Regions from separate parts of the Mus musculus genome. Here region 1 is linked to region 2. A link is a contact called in public promoter capture Hi-C data. All regions are on one chromosome and are shown on one strand. Each heading gives the region's core, a stretch centred on a gene start, on an enhancer-like site or on the middle of the called end of the contact. The rest is flanking DNA. Distances are from core to core; before and after follow the strand shown. Region 1 holds the start of Tango6 (transport and golgi organization 6). Region 2 has its middle 16 kb from the start of Zfp90.

What was found. Promoter capture Hi-C pulls out the DNA fragments that hold promoters and counts their contacts.
Region 1: a contact with region 2 is called in a promoter capture Hi-C map of embryonic stem cells, with 2.9 times the contacts expected there. The contact joins the promoter of Tango6 here to the enhancer-like site in region 2. A contact is called at or near these places in 17 of 39 promoter capture datasets (the 3T3-L1 cell line, 3T3-L1-derived adipocytes, the HPC-7 cell line and 9 more), 5 of 484 Hi-C or Micro-C datasets (cortical neurons, embryonic limb bud, embryonic stem cells and 2 more) and 10 of 115 datasets of contacts at active chromatin or transcription factors (craniofacial prominence, embryonic basal ganglia, embryonic stem cells and 3 more).

What each region holds. Positions count from the first base shown.
Region 1 is chr8:106,681,113-106,685,117 of GRCm38.p6, forward strand. It overlaps Tango6 (transport and golgi organization 6), which reads left to right and starts at 1,956. Exons shown (of 18, transcript NM_173037.1): 1 at 1,956-2,143. The coding sequence starts at 2,041.
Region 2 is chr8:106,429,390-106,432,872 of GRCm38.p6, forward strand. No RefSeq gene overlaps it. Among named protein-coding and RNA genes, the nearest start is that of Zfp90, 16 kb to the left of the region's middle. Within about 2 kb of position 1,947, at least 13 of the 459 cell types and tissues checked have an H3K27ac peak or open chromatin away from gene starts, as enhancers often do. A contact at or near this core is called in embryonic stem cells and pancreatic cancer cells, where this site is marked.

The sequences.
Region 1 (4,005 bases), core at 706-3,205, 250 kb after region 2:
AGAATAAAAAATTACTGGCCTCTTGTGAGAACATGAACTTTTTACCTCGGAGCCCACCCCCTCCCATCTAGAGGTTGTTCTCGGAACACTCCTAAACTTTTCACCCCAAAACTCCTCACCCTAAAGTTCGAACCCTCCCAACTAAAAACTGTTCCAAGAACATTTTTGAGATAAAGGCCTCCTGGAACAACCTCAAAATGAACCAGGTACTCCTTAGTTACGTAGGTTCCTTGATAGGACATGACTCCTTAGTTACGTAGATTCCTTTGGCAGAACTCCCTAGTGATGTAAACTTGTACTTTCCCTGCCCAGTTCTCCCCCTTTGAGTTTTACTATATAAGCCTGTGAAAAATTTTGGCTGACCGTCGATTCTCCTCTACACCACTAGGTGCCACTAGGTGTATGAGTTTCGACCCCAGAGCTCTGTGCTTTCATGTTGCTGCTTTATTTCGACCCCAGAGCTCTGGTCTGTGTGCTTTCATGTCGCTGCTTTATTAAATCTTGCCTTCTACATTTTATGTATGGTCTCAGTGTCTTCTTGGGTACGCGGCTGTCCCGGGACTTGAGTGGTCTGAGTGAGGGTCTCCCCTCGAGGGTCTTTCACCATCACCCAACAAAACCAAGATATTCCAATGGGGCTGTCTGTAGCTAACACATTCACAGATACAGGATATGTGTGTGTGCGTATTTATCTTTAGATTAAAGAATTATTTATTTTACAGTTATGAGTATTTTGCCTGTACGTGTGTCTGTGCCCCACATGAGTGGCTGGTCATCTTGGAAGCCAGAAGAGGGCATTGGATCCCCTAGAATTGGAGTTATACATGGCTGTGAGCCACCTTGTAGGCGATGGGAATTAAACCTGGGTCCTCTACAAGAACAACACCACGGATCCATCTCTCTATCCCAGTGTGTATTTACTTTTAAATGTCAGAAAAAGGAATCAGTAATACAAAGTTGAATATTTTTTGTTACTGTTACTTTTGGGGAGAAAGTTATGAACTTGTCTTGCCACGTCAGCTTCCCTGAACGCTGGTGTCATTGGTGTGAGCTTCTCTTTCAGGGTCTATGTACATCTGTGAACTTTATTTATTGTGTTTCTTTCAGTACTTGAAAATTTACATACTAAAATGTGTATTATTTTTACGAGAAACTATTTCTGTTCCCTCCCCCACCCCCTGGGTTGAAGTACTGAGGACCAAACTCATGGTTGTGTGCTAGAGTGTTATTACTGGATAACATTTCCAATCCTTCATAGCTTTTAGACGGTCTCACTAAGCTGCCTTCACTGGTTTTGAACACGTGATTCTCTATAGCTGAGATTTAGAAGCATGGGCCACCATGCAAGACTACTTGTGTTTTTTTTCTTTTTGTTTTTGAGTCAGGGTCTCTCAGAGTTCCTGGTTGGCCTTGAGCTTACTATGTATGTAGACCAGGCTGACCTTTGGTTCTAAGTACTAGACTTAAAGATACATGTCACCACATTGGTCTTTTATTTTACCTTTTCAATTATATTTTCTTTCTTTTTTTTTTTTTTTTAAAGATTTTATTTATTTATTATATGTAAGTACACTGTAGCTGTTTTCAGACACACCAGAAGAGGGCGTCAGATCTCGTTACGGATGGTTGTGAGCCACCATGTGGTTGCTGGGATTTGAACTCTGGACCTTTTGAAGAGTAGTCGGGTGCTCTTACCCACTGAGCCATCTCACCAGCCCCCTATATTTTCTTTTAAAAAATATTTTGTAAGTTATGCTTGTGCATGCGTGTGTATGCGCATGAGTTGCTGGACCTGAGTTTGCAGGCTGGTGTCTGATAGGGATGCTGGGAATTGAACTGGGGCGCTCTGGGAGAACACAAGAAACTGTATCTTGTTTTTTTTTTTTTTCCCGGAGAAGGGGCGTTCCAGACAGAGTAGGCCCCGCCCCAGGTCTTGGGCCCCGCCCTCCAGCAGAGGACACGCCTCCGCCACATTCAAAATGGCGGCCGCGCTGGCCCACTTGGGTGTTTGAGCACGTCGCAGGTCGCTCCACTCCAATCATGGCGGCCTCCGGACCGGCGGCGGCTGCGCCGAGTGGCGTTCTGGTGACATGTGGTCTGGAGCAGGTTCTGGAAGCGCTGAAGTTGCTGCTGAGCCCGGGAGGTGAGAGGACGAGTCTCGGCGCGGGGCTGGACCTGAGGCTCGCGGGGTCGCGGGTCACCCAGGCTCGCCCTGGCTGCTACCGCATGTTTCCCGCAGGCCCTCCCGGCATCTCCATCCCCACTCCCGGGAGCGCTTGGGCTCTGTGCAGTCTCACTTAAAACTTAAACTGAAGCTCCAGGAAAGGGCCTGCAGTCCGCTGACCGCTGATGCCGGCCGAGGTCCGTTGGGCGCCTCGCTGAGCAGCGGCTTCGGTCCACTGTTTGCTCCAGCACAGCCCTGACACAGGGACTGGAGACGCCTTCACACAGGTGTAATGTGATGTCCCAACCGCTTGAGGGCTCCGAGCCTGGTGTGCACGCTTGAGATTTGTACAAAATGCCAAGTGACCAGAGATGCCCAGCAGGGACGTTTTTTGGCTGAATTTGAGGAAGATTTTTAAGGGTTTCTGTTTTGGTATCAGAGGTGCACAGTCACCTTTAATCACTTGTTGAGTTAACTTCCCAGTTTAGTATTTGAAGAGACCTTGGGAATAGTGAGACCTTGCATTCTCACTGTTGAGTCCCAATTTGTGGTGGTTTGAACTGCCTCTGCCTCCCCAGTGCTGGGATTAAAGGCAAGCATGACCATTCACACCTCCTGCCCCTTTCTTTCTTTAGACAGGGTATCACTGTATAGTTAAGGTTTGTCCTGGAACTCACACCTCAAATCAGGTGGTTATATTAGAGGGATGTCCATGGACCTAGAACTCAGTTCTGCCTGATCTCCTTGTCAGACTAAGGCAGATTATTCAGAATAGAACTTCTGATGGCATCTGGAAACGTAGAAGGGTGTAAGAAAATAGGATCCTAATTATAAGCACAGCATGTCTGGGTGCGTGTAGAATTATCAAGGTAAAGGCAACGTGTGTGATTACAAGGTGAACACTCTCGGTCTTAAATGTCGACCCCCAAACTACAGCTGCAAACATTACAGAGTACTTAGTGGGACGTGAAAAGCAATTAGTAGTAGATGATTGCCTACTAAGCGCCAGTCCCTATAGTCCATTTACTTGTAGATCATTTAGTCCTCACAGCAGTCTCCTAAGTATTAATAGGCATTAATTTTTGCAGAGGAACATACATGTACATTGGAAATTGCCCAAAGTAAATCAAGTTCGTGACAAACCTCAGTTCCTTCACTAAAAGCTTGCAAAATATACTCTCTTGCCCCAATTAAGAGTCAACGGCAGGATACGTATTTTATTTATTTATGTTTGAATGCCTATTTCTGTGAGTGTATGTATGCTGTGTGCATGCAGTAGCCCACAGAGGCCAAAAGAGGGTGTCAGTTTATCTGGAACTGGAGTTACAGGCAGTTGTATCACATGGGTGCTAAGACCCAAACCCCAGTGCAGAAAGTGGTCTTGCCCAATGAACCATCCTTCCGGCTTCCACATTAAAAGGAAAAAGAAAAAAAGATTATTTTATTTTTTTAATAATATGTATGTGTGGGTATGTATGTGTGAGTGAAGTTATCCAGAGAAACCAGAAGTGTCAGATCTCCCTGGAGCTGGAGTTATGGGCAGTTGAGGCATCTGACATGGGTACTGGGAACTGAGCTTGTACCTTCTGTCTTTTAACTTACTAATGGAGAGATCCCTTGTTCAGCATTTGGCAGTCGTAGCTATTGGGTTGGTTTAGTTTTGATTTGTTTTTTCCCCCAGTTTTGAGATAGGGTCTCATGTACCCCACATAATGAAGGGTAATCTTGAATTTCTGTACCATATAATGAACTTAAATTTCTGATTCTTTTACCTCAGTCACCTGAATGCTGGGATTACAGGCCTGCAGTGTCACACTGGTTTATGTAGTACTGGGGCATCA
Region 2 (3,483 bases), core at 697-3,196:
TTTTAGGCTTCCAAACTGAGCCTCATGCTTGCATGGAGGGTACTTTACCAGCAGAGACATCTTCCCCACCTCCTTTTCTTTGTAGACTTTTGGGTCCTATGTAATTTAGGCTAGTCCCCAAATCATTATTAGGTTAAGGTGGTCTTGACCCACGCATCCTCCTGTTCTACCACATAACTTCTTACTTAGGCTGTGGGCAGGAGCCACCATGTCTGGTGAGCTTTTGCAGTTTTAAAATGTTCCCAGAGGGGCTGGAGAGATGGCTCAGTGGTTAAGAACACTCACTGCTCTTCCTGAAGATCTAAGTTTGGTTCCCCACCCTCGTCTAGGGTAGTGTACAACCACAAGAATCTCTGACATTTTCTTCTGGCCTCCATGGGCACTCTCGAGCATGTGTGCACACACAATCTTTTTAAAAGTTCCCAGGTGGTGCTAATATTGCTGGTCCAAGAATCACAAATCCAGGTCATCAAAAATCCTCTTTGTTGGGCTGGAGAGATAGCTTAGCAATTGAGAGTATGGGCTGCTCTTCCAGAGGACCCAGATTTTATTCCTAGCACCCCTATGGTGGTGGCTCACAGCTATCTATAACTCCAGTTCCAAGGGATGGCATCTGACACCCTCTTGTTGTCTTGTGGACACCAAGTATGTAAGTGGTGCATAGATAACACATGCAGGCAAAGCACCTATACACTTAAAAAAAAAAAGACACCAAACTCTTTTGTGTTTAAAGTTGGGAACACCTGTAATCCCAGCACGTGGGAGGTAGAAACTGGAAGATGAGGAGTCCAAGGTCAACCTTGGCTACACAGCAAGTTCAAACCTGCCTAGGCTACATGAGACCCTATCTCAAAACATTACTCGGTATAGGCCTGTAATCCTCCTACTTCAGAGGCTGAGGGGGAGAATATCTATGAGCTAGAGGCCATCCGAGACTACAAATGACTTCCAGGTTAGCCTAGGCTAGAGTTGAGACCCTGCCTCAAAATACAAGATTAAACAAAATAAATAATAGTAATTATTAATTTAAAAACAACTACTGTCAGGCTAGGCATGGTGACTCACACCTTTAATCCCAGCACTTGAAAGACAGACGCAATCAGATCTCTGTGAGTTCGAGGCCAGCCTGGCCTACAAAGCTAGTTCCTGGACAGCCAGGGCTATACAGAAAAACCTTGTCTCAACCAAATTAATAAAAACAAAAAAGCCCACACACAACAAAAATCAACAAAAAAACCTGCTATCACGGGATATTGTTATAATCTATATCACCTCTGGTCTATTCAGACTCTTATCCAGTTTTTCCAGCTATATCCTTTCTTCATCCAAACACTGCTTCCAGGAGGATTTGGTTCCGACAATAAGGAGAGTTACTGAGAAGATGAAACCTTATGTTCACTTGACTAGACTTATTTCTTTTGTATCGTGTTTGACGATTGCTTTAATGTGGCTGGAACTTTTAGGCGGCAGAACTTCGGGGAGGAAATAGAACTCTAGGAGTATACCCTTGGAAGGACCCAGGCCCTTCTTGACTCTTCCTAACCACCATCAGTCCTCCTCTGTGACAGGCACCTGTCCTGATGCACCGGGCTCAAAGCAACAGACCAAGAAGCCACGGGCTGAAACCTCTGAAACTGAGCAGAAAGCAGCTTTTCTCCCTTGACGTTGATGATCGCAGGCGTTAGTAATCAAAAGGTGACTTAACTCTGAATGCTGGGTGGGGCGGTACGTGCTGGGGCGGGGGTAGTGAGGGCGCTCCATCAGTGCTGAGTAGTCTCAGGCGCAGCACAGCAGTCATTTTTCAAAACCGCGGCTTCACAGGATCTTCTGGGTAGCAGCTTCTCCCCACTGTTTTCTCCCACGTAAGGGCAGAGTGAGTGTCTGAGAGTGATCTGCAGGGTTCAAGCCTGGGACTTCCTAAAGACCTGAGTCAGAGGGAGGGAGCAGGAACGGCCTGTCCAGTGTGGTGCCTGACACCGAGCACCCTGGACCACACCTAGGAATGTGCTGCACAGCCAGGAGCAAGAAGAGCTGGCGGCAGGTGCCCGGTTGCTGGACATCCCCTCAAAGTCAGATTGAAATGCCAGACTCCTTTTCACACGTAGGGACTTCAATACCCTTCCCCAAAGCTAAGCTTTTCTGAATATTTCAGGCGAACAGCAGCACCCTTGATTTCCTTGAAAGTAGTGGATTCAGCCAAGCCTTAAACGGGAACTTACCAGTGCGCTACCGCTGCTGAGTCTAAATGAAAAAGGTGCTCGCTTAAGGGGTCTCCTTCCTTTCCCTGGAGGGGCAACTGTTCTCATTTACTTCTGTTTGGGGCTGATTTTGAGCCATTCCGTGCTCCTTAAGGATCTTATTTTCAGGGACTCATCTGTGAACAGATGAGGTTCTCTCGTCGTGGTTTTTGCCTATTAATGGCATCGTTTCTTTCTTCCCCTTTCTGCTCCAGGCCTCAGTCTGAGCTGCGTACCCAGTCCAGCACCTCCTAGGGGTGCGCTTGGCATTTATGAACAGAAATGGCTGCTTAGAACTTTCCTGGTTCTCTTTCATTGACTTTATTTTTTTAAAGATTTATTTATTTATTTTATGTATATGAGTACACACTGTAGCTGTACAGATGGTTGTGAGCCTTCATCTGGTTGTTGGGAATTGAATTTAGGACCTCTGCTCGCTCAGTCCCTGCTCGGTCCAACCCAAAGATTTATTTATTTTATGTAAGTACACTGTAGCTGTTTTCGGACGCACCAGAAGAGGGCGTCAGATCACGTTACCGGTGGTTGTGAGCCACCATGTGGTTGCTGGGATTTGAACTCAGGATCTTGGAAAGAGCAATCAGTGCTCTTACCTGCTGAACCATCTCGCCAGCCCATCTTTACTTTTTAAAAAAGTTTATGTGTATGAGTGCTTGGTCTGCACCTATTGTCCCCAGCACCTGTGCAACACGGTGTGCCCCGCTCCCCAGTGCCTGCACAGGCTAAAAGCAGGCGTCAGATCACCCTCTTCAAGGGTTGCAGATAGTTGTGAGCCACCATGTGGGTGCTGGGAATGGAGTCTCCATCCACTGAAAGAGCAGCCAATACTCTTAGCTGCTGAGCCATTTCTCCAGACCCCAACATTCTCAGTTCTCACTCACCGAATACTCCTGGCTCTCCGAATGGTCTGAGGCAAATTCCCACATACTCAGTCAATTTCCTCTGCTTTTGACTGGGACTATTAGTGGGCCACGTGGGGCTCACAGGTGCATGATATGTGGCTCTGTTTAGCACCTGTAGATGCTTCTTGCCATTGATTTGTCATTTAGAAGCAGGTGGACCTAGAGTTAAGACACTGCCTAGCTGTGCTATTGTCTCCCACCTTCATCCTGTAAGATGGAATTGCCACAGCTCCACCTAGTAGGGCTAATTAAGAGGATTAAATGAGAATACTCGCAAAGTACTCTGCAGGGGGTCAAAGTGCTTTTTTAAGTCCCCAGGGTTAGGA